Linked DNA regions of Zea mays: region 2 is linked to region 1. A link is a contact called in public Hi-C data. All regions are on one chromosome and are shown on one strand. Each heading gives the region's core, a stretch centred on a gene start, on an enhancer-like site or on the middle of the called end of the contact. The rest is flanking DNA. Distances are from core to core; before and after follow the strand shown. Region 1 holds the start of LOC103640775 (transcription repressor OFP13). Region 2 holds the start of LOC100273203 (VAMP protein SEC22).

Region 1 (6,805 bases), core at 2,259-4,758:
AGCTGCCTTTACCAACGCCGTCTCCGACTCTCCGTGCAGCCGGTCAACTGCGGGCGGCGGACGTACTGCTGGGCCGGGCGTGCTTCTTCTACTCTGGGCCTCCGTCGCTCCAGCCACCAAGCGTATTTGGAGGTCTGGAGCCCAAGCTGACGAGAATTAAATTTAACCGGACCGGACCGGACCGGGGCGTCTTGGTCCGGGGGCGCGGCTTGCGTCCTCCTCGATGGCGACATGGATGAATGCGCCGCGCCGCGCCGCCTCTCCGAGATCGATGCGGTACCGGAACTGGATCCGTGCAGGTCAACCGTCTAGAGCACGCGAGGCAGTCACACAGTCGCAGGCGGAGCGCGGCGTGACTTGCGGCCCTGCGTGCGGTGGCTTCGGACTCGGGCGATGCATGCAAAGGGCGCCTCCGCGGTACACGCAACGTAAGCGTGGTCAAGGTATCACAGCATCACCATGGACACACTTGTGAACAGTCGCTGCGCTCTATGAAAAGCATTTTTTTTCTTTTGTGCTCCTGATAACGGCTAGTCCAACCCTAATTAACCAGCGGATGCATGCATGGCGCTGCTGCAGCTGCACGGAGTCGGTGGACCGGTGACCGGACGATCCGATGGGACGCAACGAATAAACCGCGCTATCCATCACTTGTGCCCTGCTGCCGCTCTTGTCACGTCTCCGCAAGTTGAGAGCCTGGGACCTCACTCGAACGATGGCAACAATTTGTGGTGTGTGCAGCTGTGCGCCCCCGCCCCATATACGTGAACTAGCGGTGCTGCTCACACTTAATTAATGGCAGGTGGGGGCCGCCGGTCCTGTGATCTTCGGCAGGCAGACGATGACTCGCCTAATTAATCATGGCTTTGTAGTAGTACTACTACTACTGTGCAACTATATATATACATACTATACTATATATGCATGTTCAGTAGGAGTATGGTGTTTCAGTATGCACGCACATAAATACACGCACATGCATGCTTCCATCAGCTGCTGGTACCTACCGGTCGTCGTCGTCGGCCTCACCGTACGTACCTACCGGTCGGTGCGGTGCCTGAGACTGAGATCAACCTAAACTAGGCCCCGGGGATTGGAGGTGTGATAGCATGCAAACACCGACGATTAATTATGCTCAGTCAGCTGGCAGGGGTCGTTGTTCGGCGGCCACCGGTTTCATTTGCCATAAATACCGGAGCTGCTGGCAGGAGTAGAAATTAAGGTCTTTATACATTTATACCCGTACTGGAAATAAAAACCGTTGATTTTTTTTTCTCTCCCTCTCTCGAGAGAAACCCTCTACCTACACTACACTACACGTACAGGTACAGTTACTTGTACATTGCATTGGATCCTTCGATTCGATCCGCACCAACCAACTGCTCCTACTACTACTAACTCTACTATTGCTACGCGCACCTGTACTACATGGCGAGAGAGTGTTAGTGACAGCGTCCAGTTAATTTAATCATCCTGTTGTCGTTAGAACACTAACCATCAGCAGCTGCAGGAGCCAGGAGGTAAAGGTCTGGAGATTAGCAGGTCATCTACTCAAGCGATCGACAGGCCACGCGCAGTGGGTGGAGCACTACTGGTGGTGGCGCGGACTGCGGGCACGACCGATCACCGTCGTCGCTGCCAGCAGTACAGGGCCAGCGCTTGCATGCTGCCTCCTCATCCTCCACCACGTGCACCTGAACGTCGGCCGGAGGCGGCGGCGGCGGCGGAGGCTGTGACGGCGTCGCCGGCGACACTGCCACAGCTGGTGGTCGTAGCGGCGGCGGCGGCGGCCGTGCAGCTGCAGCTCAGCTGCAGCCGGTGCTGGTGCTGCTCGTGGTGGTGGTGCTGGTCTCGGCGGCGGTGCTGGAGGGAGGGGAGGAGGAGGAGGAGGGCGAGGACGTGGACAGGCCGAGGAGCAGGTCCACGAAGGCGCCCACGATCAGGTGGTGGTGCTGCTTCCCGTTGATCCGGAGGTACCACGCCAGGAGCTCCTCCAGCTGCGCCCAGTCGCGGAGCCCGTGCGCCGACACCATCTCCTCCATGGACGCCCGGAAGTCGCCGTACGGGTCGCCCGAGTCCACCGCCACCGCCACGCTGCGCTCCGCCAGAGACGACGACACCGCTGCCGCCGCCGCCGCCGCCGTCGTCGGTTGCCGCTGCTTCTTGACGCCGTCGCCCTCGTCCGCGTGCGTTGCCGTTGCGTCTTCCTCCTCTGTCGGCCCTGGGACTGGGACTGGGACCGGGACCGTCTTCTTCCTCGCCGGCGTCTCGGCGGCGGCCGCGGCCGTGGTGGCGAGGATGGAGTTGGACGCCGGCAGCGGGCCAGGCTGCGGGTCGAAGAAGAAGCGGTCGGTGGACGTGCGGCCCAGGCTGCGGATCACGGCCTCCTCCGACCACTCCTCGGACGCCGTGGTGGTCGAGAACCCGTCGTCGTCGTCGTTGTCGTCGAGGTAGAGCCCCGCCACCTCCTCCTCGTCGTCGCCGTCGCCGGCGAGGGAGAAGAAGAAGTCGTCCGCGGCGGGGTCGTCCAGGAAGACCGAGTTGACCGTCTTGTACATTTCGCCGGGCGGCGCGCCGCGGCCCATCGCAGCCGGCTTCCGGTGGACGGATCGACTGGCTGCTGCTGCTGCTGCCGTGGGCGGCGTCGCCGTGCAGCAGGGCTCGTCGTCGTCGCCGCCTGCGCCTGCGCGGAAGGAGGTCGTCTGCGGGTTGGTTCCGCAGGCCGACCACTGCCACGGCGTGGCGGCGGCGGACGTGGAGGTGGGGGCGGCGGAGTCCACGAGCCGGGAGAAGATGGAGACCAGGCCGTTCTTGCCCATTTCTGGGACTGGGACTGGGAGAGGAGGGCCGCTGGATGGATCGACGGGGTGGATGGAATGGATCGGAGCGAATTGTTGCCCTCGAGTTCAGCTCGAACGAATTGAAGACCAGAGAGGGCAGAGAGGGCGAGGAGCTCAGGTGGTTGAGGAGATGGGTGGGAGCAGCAACAGCAAGCGGCCGGAGAGGAGGACTGAGGCGAGGCAGCTGAGCGCGTGCAAGCAAGCTCTGGCTGGCTGGCTGCAATTAAGGGAGGAAGCGAGAAGAACATGGGGGTGGGCCCGTGGCTCATGCATATGATGCCCGTACCTGTGCTTCTGTTCGTTAATTAGATGGTGATTAGCAGACTGGACGCCATTGGGCGCAAGAGACGACTGTGCCATTTCTTCCTTTGTTTTTCAAAGAGAACTGTGCCATTTTTCCTTTTTCTTTTGGTAGACGAGACACAGCTTCTCCAGCACAAGGGATGCCAAGTTCAAAATTTGGCAAGTTGTTTCGCACCAAAATTCACCTGTAAGAGCATCTCCAAGAGAATCTTCATTTTTGACTATCTATTTGACTCTCTATTTATCTTTTCATACGTATTATACTATATATGTAGCATCTTCATTCTAACAGATTATCTATCTAGTTTCACTAGTAAGGTGGCTAACCAAATTTGGCTAGTGAGGGAGCCAATTTGGAGAGTTGAATAGTTTGACGAGTCAGATAGCTAGTCTGTTAGAGAGTTATTTTATTGTTGAATAGCTAAAATTTAGCTTGGTGGGTCATTTAGCTAGTCTCTTGGAGATGCTCTAACCATCACACCGCTGAGTCCTCTGCTCACGTATTCGGTATTCCTGCGACAGAAGCGGCTGCAGCTGAAAATGCCGAATAAAGTCCACATTTTAGCACGTCAGCTTGCCTCCAAATTTAGTAGTTTTCCCGCTACTCTGGGAAATCGCCCTATCAAATAGGCTTTGATGGCACGAATGTATTCCCCGTTTCATTCGGATTGGTCGGCCAAGCGCGTAAGTTTATTTTTATGCGACGTGCTGTTTACTCGAGATCGGTTTAGTTGACTCAGGTCACTTGTCGTGGTGCATTTAGAAGACAATCCGCGGTGCGGGCAAGAGAGGCTTTAGATGGTTTAGTTAGTGTTAGTTATTTCGTGGCTTGGCCTATGTAAACAATTAAATAAGTTTTAAGATTCATATTAAATAAACTATATGTTATGGTGTAGTATTATACGAGATGTGGATTAAATGCTAATTCAAACTTTTATGATTGAATTTTATCTGGGTCTCTCAACATGATGATTTTGAGAATATGATGGAGACGTCTCACATGTGTATCATGTGTGTCACCACTAAGCTGAGGTGTAGTATGGTCGTGGTCTTTTCATCGCTCGCTTTCCTCATGCCCCCTTGGATTTTCTAGCTCACCTATACAAGGTTTGTCGCCATGCCATCGTTCTCATTTTATCTCAACCCTCCTTTGTTGTTAGCCTATTTTCCCATTCTAGTTCTTGCGCGAATATCACTGGGAGAGCATACCTCATCAATAAGTGTTGCCCTAGGGTTTACTTGCTCAAGACTATGGCGATTGAGCTAGAATGAGGAGAGGACAAATGGTACTATGGGATGAAGAAGGCAAGAGGAGAAAGATTACTTTTGGCAAGTGCGACAGATTGTGAGAGGAAGTAGAAGGAATAAGAAACATCATACTCATACTTAAATATAATTTCGCTCACTGTCTCTCAACTACCAGGTGCAAAACCAAAGTTTCACATGACCTGTACAGTTCGGGAGTCATGCGACATTATAACTACACAAAGTTGTAATTGTTGACCAATACGGTTGAAACACACAATATCCTTGGCGCCCATGGTAGATCTATTCTACCAGGCATTTTTGGGAAGAGTGCCCCCACCTGCAGCCCCCTTAGGCATGTGCCTTATTCTACTTCATAGTTTTACCATTTTCTCGCAACTGTCAGGCTTCACTCTTAAAGCATCATATGACTCATTAAAAATGGAGAGACATGCAAAATAACCACACCACGACACATCAACTCCTAGGTAGGCCTCTAACAAGACATTTATTAGGATGTCAACTAGAGCTCTAACCAAAATCAAAGTAGAGGGGGATCTAGTCGGTCCTTTTGCTCAATCAGTTTTTGAGCGTGAAAACTTAGCCTTCGCTCCTATCAATCCATCACACAAGGTATTACGCTTCCATGATCCAAACCTCTATCAATTGATTGTATTTTTGTAGCCATTGTTGAGCCTCCAACCTAAACCCTTGATCCTACTATATAAATTTCTCGATACGTTACGTGATGATAATTTTATTTTCCCCATTATATTGCAGCTATCTATGTGCTCAATATGTGAATTGTTCAAAGTATAGGTTCAGCTTTTTATTTGGCTTTGAAACCCATCACCTCATGCGGATAATGCTCTCCAAGCTTGGGTTAGCTTGTCTGTATCGATAGTTAAAGAAATAGAAAACATACAAGCATGTAGAGAAGTGTGTTGGAAACTGAAACAGAGTTTTAGTTTTCGTATTTAGCATTTTAGGAATAAAAATGTAATATAAATAGAGAGACTAAAAATTAGTTCTTAGAAACCAAATACCCTCTTAGTTGTGCTTTACCATCTAATAAAGTAATGTGTACTTAAGGGTGCAATTAATAGTTATCTGGACTATTAGATGAGGGTGTTTGGATGCACTAAAACAACTAATAACTGAACAATTAGCAAGCCTGTTAGCTGAACTTAGGGCTGGAAAAAAGTTCGAAGCTCACGAGTCGGCTCGAGCTCGGAGTCGCTCGGTTCGGTTTGGAGCGGCTCGCGAGCATCGAGCGAGCCAAGCCAAGCCAAATTTTTGAGCTTGTTGGGGGCAACGAGTCTAGCCGAGTCGAGCCACTTTGGCTCGCAAGTTGCACAAAATTAATCAGCCTACATAATAATGATAGATATAGGATAGTTTATAGATATCTAACTCGTTTCTCAGTCTTTAATGATGAATATATGGCAATTATAATTTAGATTACTTATAATATCGCATTATGATTATTTATTTCATATTTATAGACTATTAATTTACTATATAATGCAATATTATTTTGGAAGGTGTAGCTCGCGAGCCAAGCCGAGCCTATGTTTACACCTAATTGAGTAGGCGAGCCAAGCCGAGCTCGGTCACCTAACGAGCCACACATAGCCGAGCCGGCTCGCTTGCAACACTAGCTGAACTATTAGCTGACGATGTTAGATGTCTCCAGCTAAAAGTCGCTAATAGTTGAATGATTAGCTAGACTATTTAGATATTTTCAGCTAATTTTAGTAGGTAGCTATTAAGTCTGGTCTTGCTAGTATTTTTGTGTCGGCCAACATTTTCACCGGTTTTGACTAGTAGCGTAGGAGTGACTACTTGTAGAGTGCGATGAACGCTTCCAGTCTGGATCAGAGAGAATTACGTACGGATCATATCCTTGAGGATTAAAAACTGAACATCAGAACATCTATACAATTATAAATAGCCACACAGTTACGAGCAGGCTGGGCCTAGCACTCACTGCCTTATCAGTTAAACAATGGACAATACGCCCATGAAAAAAAAAATTATCGCCTACATAGAGCCGCCAAACGTGACGGCGACGGATCCATAACGCGGGCGCGCGCGAAATCAAAGCGGAAGCTGTACCCGCGCGATGGAATCATGCAGAAACGGTGACGCGCTGTCGTCGGCTGGTCATGCAATCCCCATGAAATTCTGGCAAGCGTACAAAAGGAGCGGAGAGAGGTACGTGCGTGCGCCCAAGCCGGTTTGACCTCGCTGCCGGACCGGAACTGACGCTCTTGGCGCCTTCCTTTCCGCAACGCCTGGTCAGTGGTCACACACAGGCTTTGTTAGCGAATCCTCGGTTACAAGCCTCACTGAAACATTCTCTAAATTTAAAATATACACGCTCTGAAATTTAAAAAAAAATTAAAATAGGGGCG
Region 2 (6,805 bases), core at 1,997-4,496, 540 kb before region 1:
TGATGAATTGACAAATGTCATATGGGGTGGCGGTGCAATGAACATTGATCTCTGTATCCGTTTTCCTTCTCATTATATGGTATAATTTTTGAGTAATCAACAGTTTCATAGAGACAATCGCACTGGCTTTCATCTTGTTTTATTATATGACTGTAGCACTGTTTTTAACTTCCAGGAATCTTGTTCAACGTTCGAAGAACCCTCACAAGTACATCAAATACACACAAGAAGAATTGGATCAATTGTTGGGTCAGTTCTTCCAAGGACACTAAGCTGGTGAACAGAAGCAGTTAACACAGAGCAGTATAGGGAGGGAAAAGCCTTGTCTAGGTAAAGTTTTGTACCACAGCTTATGTCAAATGTTTCTACAGAAGAACTACCTACCCTTTTGTTTGCACGCCCGTAAAATGGCACTGAACTACTGATGTAGCCTAACTATGGCTCCTCCACAACACCTGTATCGCGAAGGACTCACGTTCTTTTACTACTTGGCTGAGGCTGAGTACTGTTCCATGCTAACGTTTGAGAAGACATTGGCATATATGCAACCTCATGAGTCAGGATCCTGTTCCCGATATCAATTTGTGGAGTTAATAATTTTCTAGTCAATTATATGTTGTTTTTGCTCATGATGTTGATCTTCATATTGGATGTCTGAAGTGTCACGGCGTCACGCAGCGTAGGAGTTTTAGCCTTTTTTTAACAGGAAATCAGAAATGACAACTGCGACTCTTGTCTGTCTTGCATTTGTTGAGCTACATTTGTTGCAGTTACTTTTTGTGGGTTCCTTTACCATCGCTAGTAAATCTATACTACAGTGGGTAATGGTAGGTTAGGAAATCTTGGTCCGTTAGGGGAGTAAATCGAGTCAACGTTTTCAGTAGTTTGACGGAGTAAATTGAGTCAACCTTTTTGTTGAGTGAATATGTTATAAAAACTTCTTTAGAGCAAATTAATTAGTATAAGGCCCCATTTATTTCATTGGAATTAAATTCTAATCTAATAATAATAATAATAATTTAGACACAAACTAATTAAGTCAATATATTTATATATGTAATATATTTGTATATTATTTTAAATCATATGAGAGAAATGATTATACACCACACTTATGCTATAGATAAGCAAATAAAAGAGTATGCTAAAAGTTGTATATTAGGAAAGTATTATGTAAATTTATAGAATCAATTTTCGTCTCTGACCTATGAATTTGAAATAGATTTGTATATAAACTTTGGAAACTCTTGAAATGTTATATTCTAAAAACATAGTATACTTTATTAGTTAAATTTTAATTCTTTAAAATGAAGTGAAACAAATGGGACCTAAGAAATAGTGTTTTGCGTGATAATATGTATGGTTTAATGGAGACAACCTAATTTTGATTGTGTGGGATGGGAACACCATTCATGGATCGATCTTGTGTGATTGGAGCCCTGGATGTGGATGCTGGTGGGCGGCTGCTCCTGCGCGTGCGTTAAATTCAGATGAGTAGCGCTAGACGGCTAGGTACTACTACGCGCGGTAGTACTGGTGTACTCTGGTAGCCCCAGATATGACGGAGAAGCGGCCGCGGCCCGGACGCTACGCCACACGCGAGGCTCGTTCTTCCTTTTCCTCCTCAGTCCTCAGTCCTCACTCACGTAGTCAGTCCGGAAGATGAGCGGTGCGGGTGCGCGTGTAGTACGCTGCAGCCAGCCAGGCGGGCGGTCCGCGTGGGTCCTTGCCTCCTTGGCTTGCGCTGCACATGGGATCGGGGGGTGGATGTCGCCGACGCCGCGTCTCCCCACCCCCGTACCCAACACAGAGAGATAGAGAGAGAGAGACATTGGCCGGTCGGTCGGTTGTTTGGATGTTTTCGTTCATGACCAGGAAGAAGAAGCTTCTTGTTTCCGGGTGCGTGTACCCAGACCCAGAGCACATGCACACACGACCTGGAGATACGGCCCACCACACCAGAGCACGCGAACCACATGCGTACGTACCCAGCTCGCCACGCCGCCACCCTTCCTCTCAGAGAGCCGACGCTACAGGCGCCGTTCCATGCCAGCAGCACTTGGCGTTCAACGCCCATCCATGGCGCGTGCAGGTTCCCCGCGGCGGCGGCGGCGGCGGCTGCCAACTCTGCCTTCCCTATCTCTGCCGCGCGCGCGCGCGCGGGGCGTAGTGAAGACTGGAGAGTGTGTGTGTGGTGCGGCCGGACCGGAAAAGCTAGCGGCACCTGAAAGTGAAAGCAACGAGGAGCCGGCCGGTACTGTCTGTGCGTCGTGGTATAGTAGAGGCGAAGATGGTGAAACTGCTCCCAACCAAACCAACCACACGGAACCAAACCGACGCAAGAAAGAACGGATGGGAACGTTACGCTTTCGACTAGTACTTTACTCGCATCGCAGTCGACCGAACTAACCTTGATTAGTTTCGGGGCCGGCCAGCTGACCGAGCGAGCGAGAGAGAGAGAGATCACAACTAATAAAGCACGCTCGCTGCTGCCCGGGTGCGTCGTCAAGTCTCCTAATCCTAACCGCAGCCAATAATAATGTAGCATGATGTCAGCGGGTCATCATCACTAGTCCTCCCTTCGCTTCGCCTGACGGGACTACGACTCTACCTGCTACGAGACACGGAGAGAGAGTAGAATGCACACAAGAGAAGAGACAGACACGTTGAACTGCAGGCGCGAGGAAAAAAAGCCCCCCCTCGGAACTTCACTGGCAGCCCGCAGCCTATTAAGGGCCTGTTTGTTTACCCCAATGAATTATATAATCTGGATTATTTTTTGGGGATTATATAATCTGGATTATATAATTTGGATTATATAATCTGAGTAGTCCTGTTTGTTTACCCAGATTATCTGGCGTGTTTCTGTTGGGCGGCGGGCTTCTCCGATCCGATAGGCGCAAAAACGATTCGGTATATTATAATGGCAATGGTGGGTAATTTCTAAGAAACTTGAAAGGGTAGTGGGAAGTGGGAAAAAAATAATCTGAAATAAGCACCTCTTCACTTGCTTATGGATTATTATAATCCAAGGGGTTAGATTATATAATCTGGACAAATAAGCTAGACTGTTTGTTCGCCTCTTAGGATTATTTAATCCAGATTATATAATCTGGGGGTAAACAAACAGGCCCTAAAAACTCCCTCCTCCCCTCCAGCTTTATTACGCACCTTCACATAACACTGCAAAAGCACTCCTCTCTTCGTCCTCCCCCTCCCTCCTCCATCCCATTCCATACCATTCCGCCAAAGAAGAACCACAGACGCTCGCTCCCAACTCCCAAGCCAAGCCGGATCCCAAAATCGGCACAGCGCACCCACTCCGCTCAGTCCCTTCGTTCACCCCCATCCATCCAGCCAGCCATGGGCGGCAAGGACTGCGGCAACCACGGCGAGGACGACCTGCGGCGGTCGTGCCGGCGCCTGCTAGCGATCCTCCTAGTCCTGGCCCTGATCGTGGGCGTGATCGCGCTGATCATCTACCTGGTGGTCCGCCCCACGCACCCGCGCTTCTACCTACAGGACGCGTCGCTCCAGCAGCTAGACCTCTCCAACTCCACCACCCCGTCCTCCTCCCTCCTCTCCACGACGCTGCAGGTGACGCTGGCCTCGCGCAACCCGAACGAGCGCGTGGGGGTGTACTACGACCGGCTGGACGTGTACGCGTCGTACAAGTACCAGCAGGTGACGGTGGCCGCGGCGCTGCCGGCCGTGTACCAGGGCCACGGCGACGTGGACGTGTGGTCGCCCGTGCTGTCGGGCCCCGGCGTCCCCTTCGCGCCCTACCTCGCCGACGCGCTCCGCCAGGACTGCCAGGCGGGCTACCTCGTCCTCCAGGTCAAGGTCGACGGCCGCGTGCGGTGGAAGGTCGGCAGCTGGATCTCCGGCCACTACCACCTCTTCGTCACCTGCCCCGCGTTCCTCGTCACCGCCGGCGGCAACGGCGCGCCCGGCGCTTCCGGGTTCAGGTTCCAGACCACCACCTACTGCCACGTCGAGGTTTAAATTAGGAGCGAGAGGAGGGGAAGGAAGCAGAGAGCCAGAGACCATGGTGGCTACCTCTCTAGCTGCTGCTCCACCTCCTGCCGTTGCCTGGTGCGGTAATAACTCTCTCTCTTTCTATCTGTCCGCTGCTGGCGTTACTGCTGCTGCAGTGATGCGGGATGTAAAGGAGGGGTAAAAAAAATTCCTTTCGTTCTAGCCCCTTGTTTTTTTCATCTTCTCCTTCACCTTTCCATATACTACTAGTATGCTCTGTCGACTGTTGTTCAAAGGAAGCTTCCAATTGTCAATAAACATTTTGGATCGGAGGATCAATCGCAATTAACGGCGCAGCCAGCGAAGTGGTCACACGTTGATCTCGGAGCCAGATCGACCGTCTTTGGCGAATGGGTGGGGTATCCCTCGTTCGTTTGACCCTAAAGCTAGACGCAACAAGCGCGTGATCTAGGTAGAGTTTGGAGTTTTGCTTGGGGGCAAGGAGCCAGCAGATCAGATTTGGTGTGGGGGAAGCCGGGAACCCCAAGTAGAAGTACACACACAGCAAGCACATGGGGACTCTCCTTCTCCTGTGGTGATCGTCCTCTACTGCCCATGCCAAAGCGGTGGTTGGTCGCCCAGCAGCACTCATCATTCTTCTTCTCTCTCTCTGTCTGTGTGTGTCTCTGATCCTCACTCAACAGCAGCACACAGCTGTAGCTTCACTTAGCCAGCAAGGAACACCATATTGGGCGTGCATGGTCATATACTCACCATGTGGTGTGTCAGCTGGTTTCCTTCTGTTTTGTAGTACTACACTAGTAGGAGTTGTGCCAGTTTGCCGATGCATCCGCATGTGCAAGTCTGCAGGTGGTAGAAGCATCTATATTCTCTTCTGAAAATGAAGAAGAAAAAAAAAATCACGACTAGAGTACACGGCTTAGTAGTAGTAGTATTATTTAGAAATTTGACGTGGGAATCTGTTCCTGCCCATACAGTAGTAGTAGCCTAGTAGTAGGAGTAGCGAGCGACAGTAGACAAGTCACAACTCACAAGTGCCGCCGGTAGCAATTTTTTTTTTTTGCATTCCCAAAAGAAAGCTCTTTCCTTTCTTCGATGTACACTCTCGGTGGCACCGTTTCCTTTTCTTTGTCGTGCTTCAACTTTGCGCAAAAGTTTTACTATTTTTTGCGAAGAAATATATAAAAAAGAGAGCATATTCAATGTGGGGGTGGCAATGAATGACGATCGACAGGTGCCGGTGTGTGTCGATGGAGCTAGTGCCATCCGCGCGCGTGTGGGGGCCTGGCCCCCCATCCATATGGCCTGCAGCTGCGGAAGCGGAACGATACGCATTCAATTCCAATTCGATTCGATTCAATTTAATTCAAACCACTCTGAAGACCATGCGCCTCCTCCCTCTGGGTAGGCAGGCAGGCAGCTGAGCGATGTGGACCACCCTACTGAACACGATGGCACGGCCAATTGGCCAAACCAGGAGTACTCAATTTACGCTGTGCAGTGCAGGTTAACAAAAAAAAAAAAAAAACCGGCGACTCTTTTCCGAGACTCGAAGACTTGTCCTCCGCCATCCGCATGTGGCTGCCGCGTCGCTTCTCTTTCTTTTTTTTGCTTCCACCGCTTTGAGTCCCGTTTGCTTACAGCGCGAAGCAACCCCCCATGCGTCGTCGTCTGTGGGCGTGTTTGGTTCGGCTTTTTTCTGACCAGCTTTTCTGAAAAGCTGGCTGTGGGGAAAAGCTGGCTGTTGGGAAAAGCTGGTGGTTAGAATTTAGGTGTTTGGTTCGCCAGCTGTGCAGAAAAGCTGTTCGTGAGAATCTACGTGTTTGGATAATCAGATTCTCATATTGCAGATTCTGTTCGAACAAACGATAAAATGAAACCCATAACGAACAAAAGGTCATTACACAATAATTAGTGGAGTTGATTACATCATAAGTACTGTTACATTGACATACTTAACTACGACACTAATGCATTAGCAATTGCATCTCGAAAAGCACTCATGTCTAACTCATCAGATGTGCTACTACTACTCTCACCTAAAGGTACATCATGACTGATGCTATTAGGTCCTAGTTCATCAAAGTCTCTATCGTGTAACCGTGCTGTCCAATATAATTATGGCTTGCTCTGAGGCCGGGACTGCCGCTGGAAAGTGACTACCATAATACTGAACAGAAGCCTCTGTTGTCGGACGACCAGCATCTAAGTGCCCTTTCATTAAGAGTTTTCCACTGTGTGAACATTCTCTTTAAGGAGTCCCACCTATTCTTCATTTGATCCCTACTGTAAGGAGAATACAAGCAAGAGTACAATGAAGCAAGGGAGTAACTACCTACCTGAAGGACAGAATTGATACTTTGATAGAACAATTAGAAGTTGAAAGCAAGAGAGTAACACTGCCTGAAAAATGAATAGTTAGGAAAAAAATTAATGGTAATGACACTTAGCTATGATTAATGAGCACACACCTGGAGCAACAAAGTCACATGTTTTAATTTTTTAGTTATATAGCTAATATAACAATAATGTTCATTTCCTTCAAGATTTCAGCTGTAAGATTAAACTAAAAAACAGACATTAAGTCATGGTTGTACCAAGCAAATGGAGAACTCTGTGCATAAAACTGTCTAGCGCATTGAAAAGTAGAAAATTGAGCTCGTAATTACCATATCAAGCAAACTAAAAACTAGGGCAGCTATCTACAAAATCCATTCCAGTAGGGGAGCCCGGAGCCCACACTCCCTCCTGTTACCATAAAAAAATCTACAAGATCCATTTCTTATTCTGACAGGAGCGGAGCAGC

Evidence for each region. Hi-C and Micro-C count contacts between places; a contact is called where the count stands out from the background.
Region 2: a contact with region 1 is called in a Hi-C map of ear, with 3 times the contacts expected there. The contact joins the promoter of LOC100273203 here to the promoter of LOC103640775 in region 1. A contact is called at or near these places in 4 of 25 Hi-C or Micro-C datasets (bundle sheath, ear, endosperm and 1 more).

Annotation. Positions count from the first base shown.
Region 1 is chr10:6,001,798-6,008,602 of Zm-B73-REFERENCE-NAM-5.0, reverse strand. LOC103640775 (transcription repressor OFP13) reads right to left here and starts at 3,508. Exons shown (of 1, transcript XM_020545946.3): 1 at 1,203-3,508. The coding sequence starts at 2,819. The coding sequence ends at 1,806.
Region 2 is chr10:6,540,554-6,547,358 of Zm-B73-REFERENCE-NAM-5.0, reverse strand. LOC100273203 (VAMP protein SEC22) reads left to right here and starts at 3,246. Exons shown (of 1, transcript NM_001147646.1): 1 at 3,246-4,270. The coding sequence starts at 3,364. The coding sequence ends at 4,005. LOC100191404 reads left to right here. Exons shown (of 10, transcript NM_001136838.1): 10 at 176-595. The coding sequence ends at 294.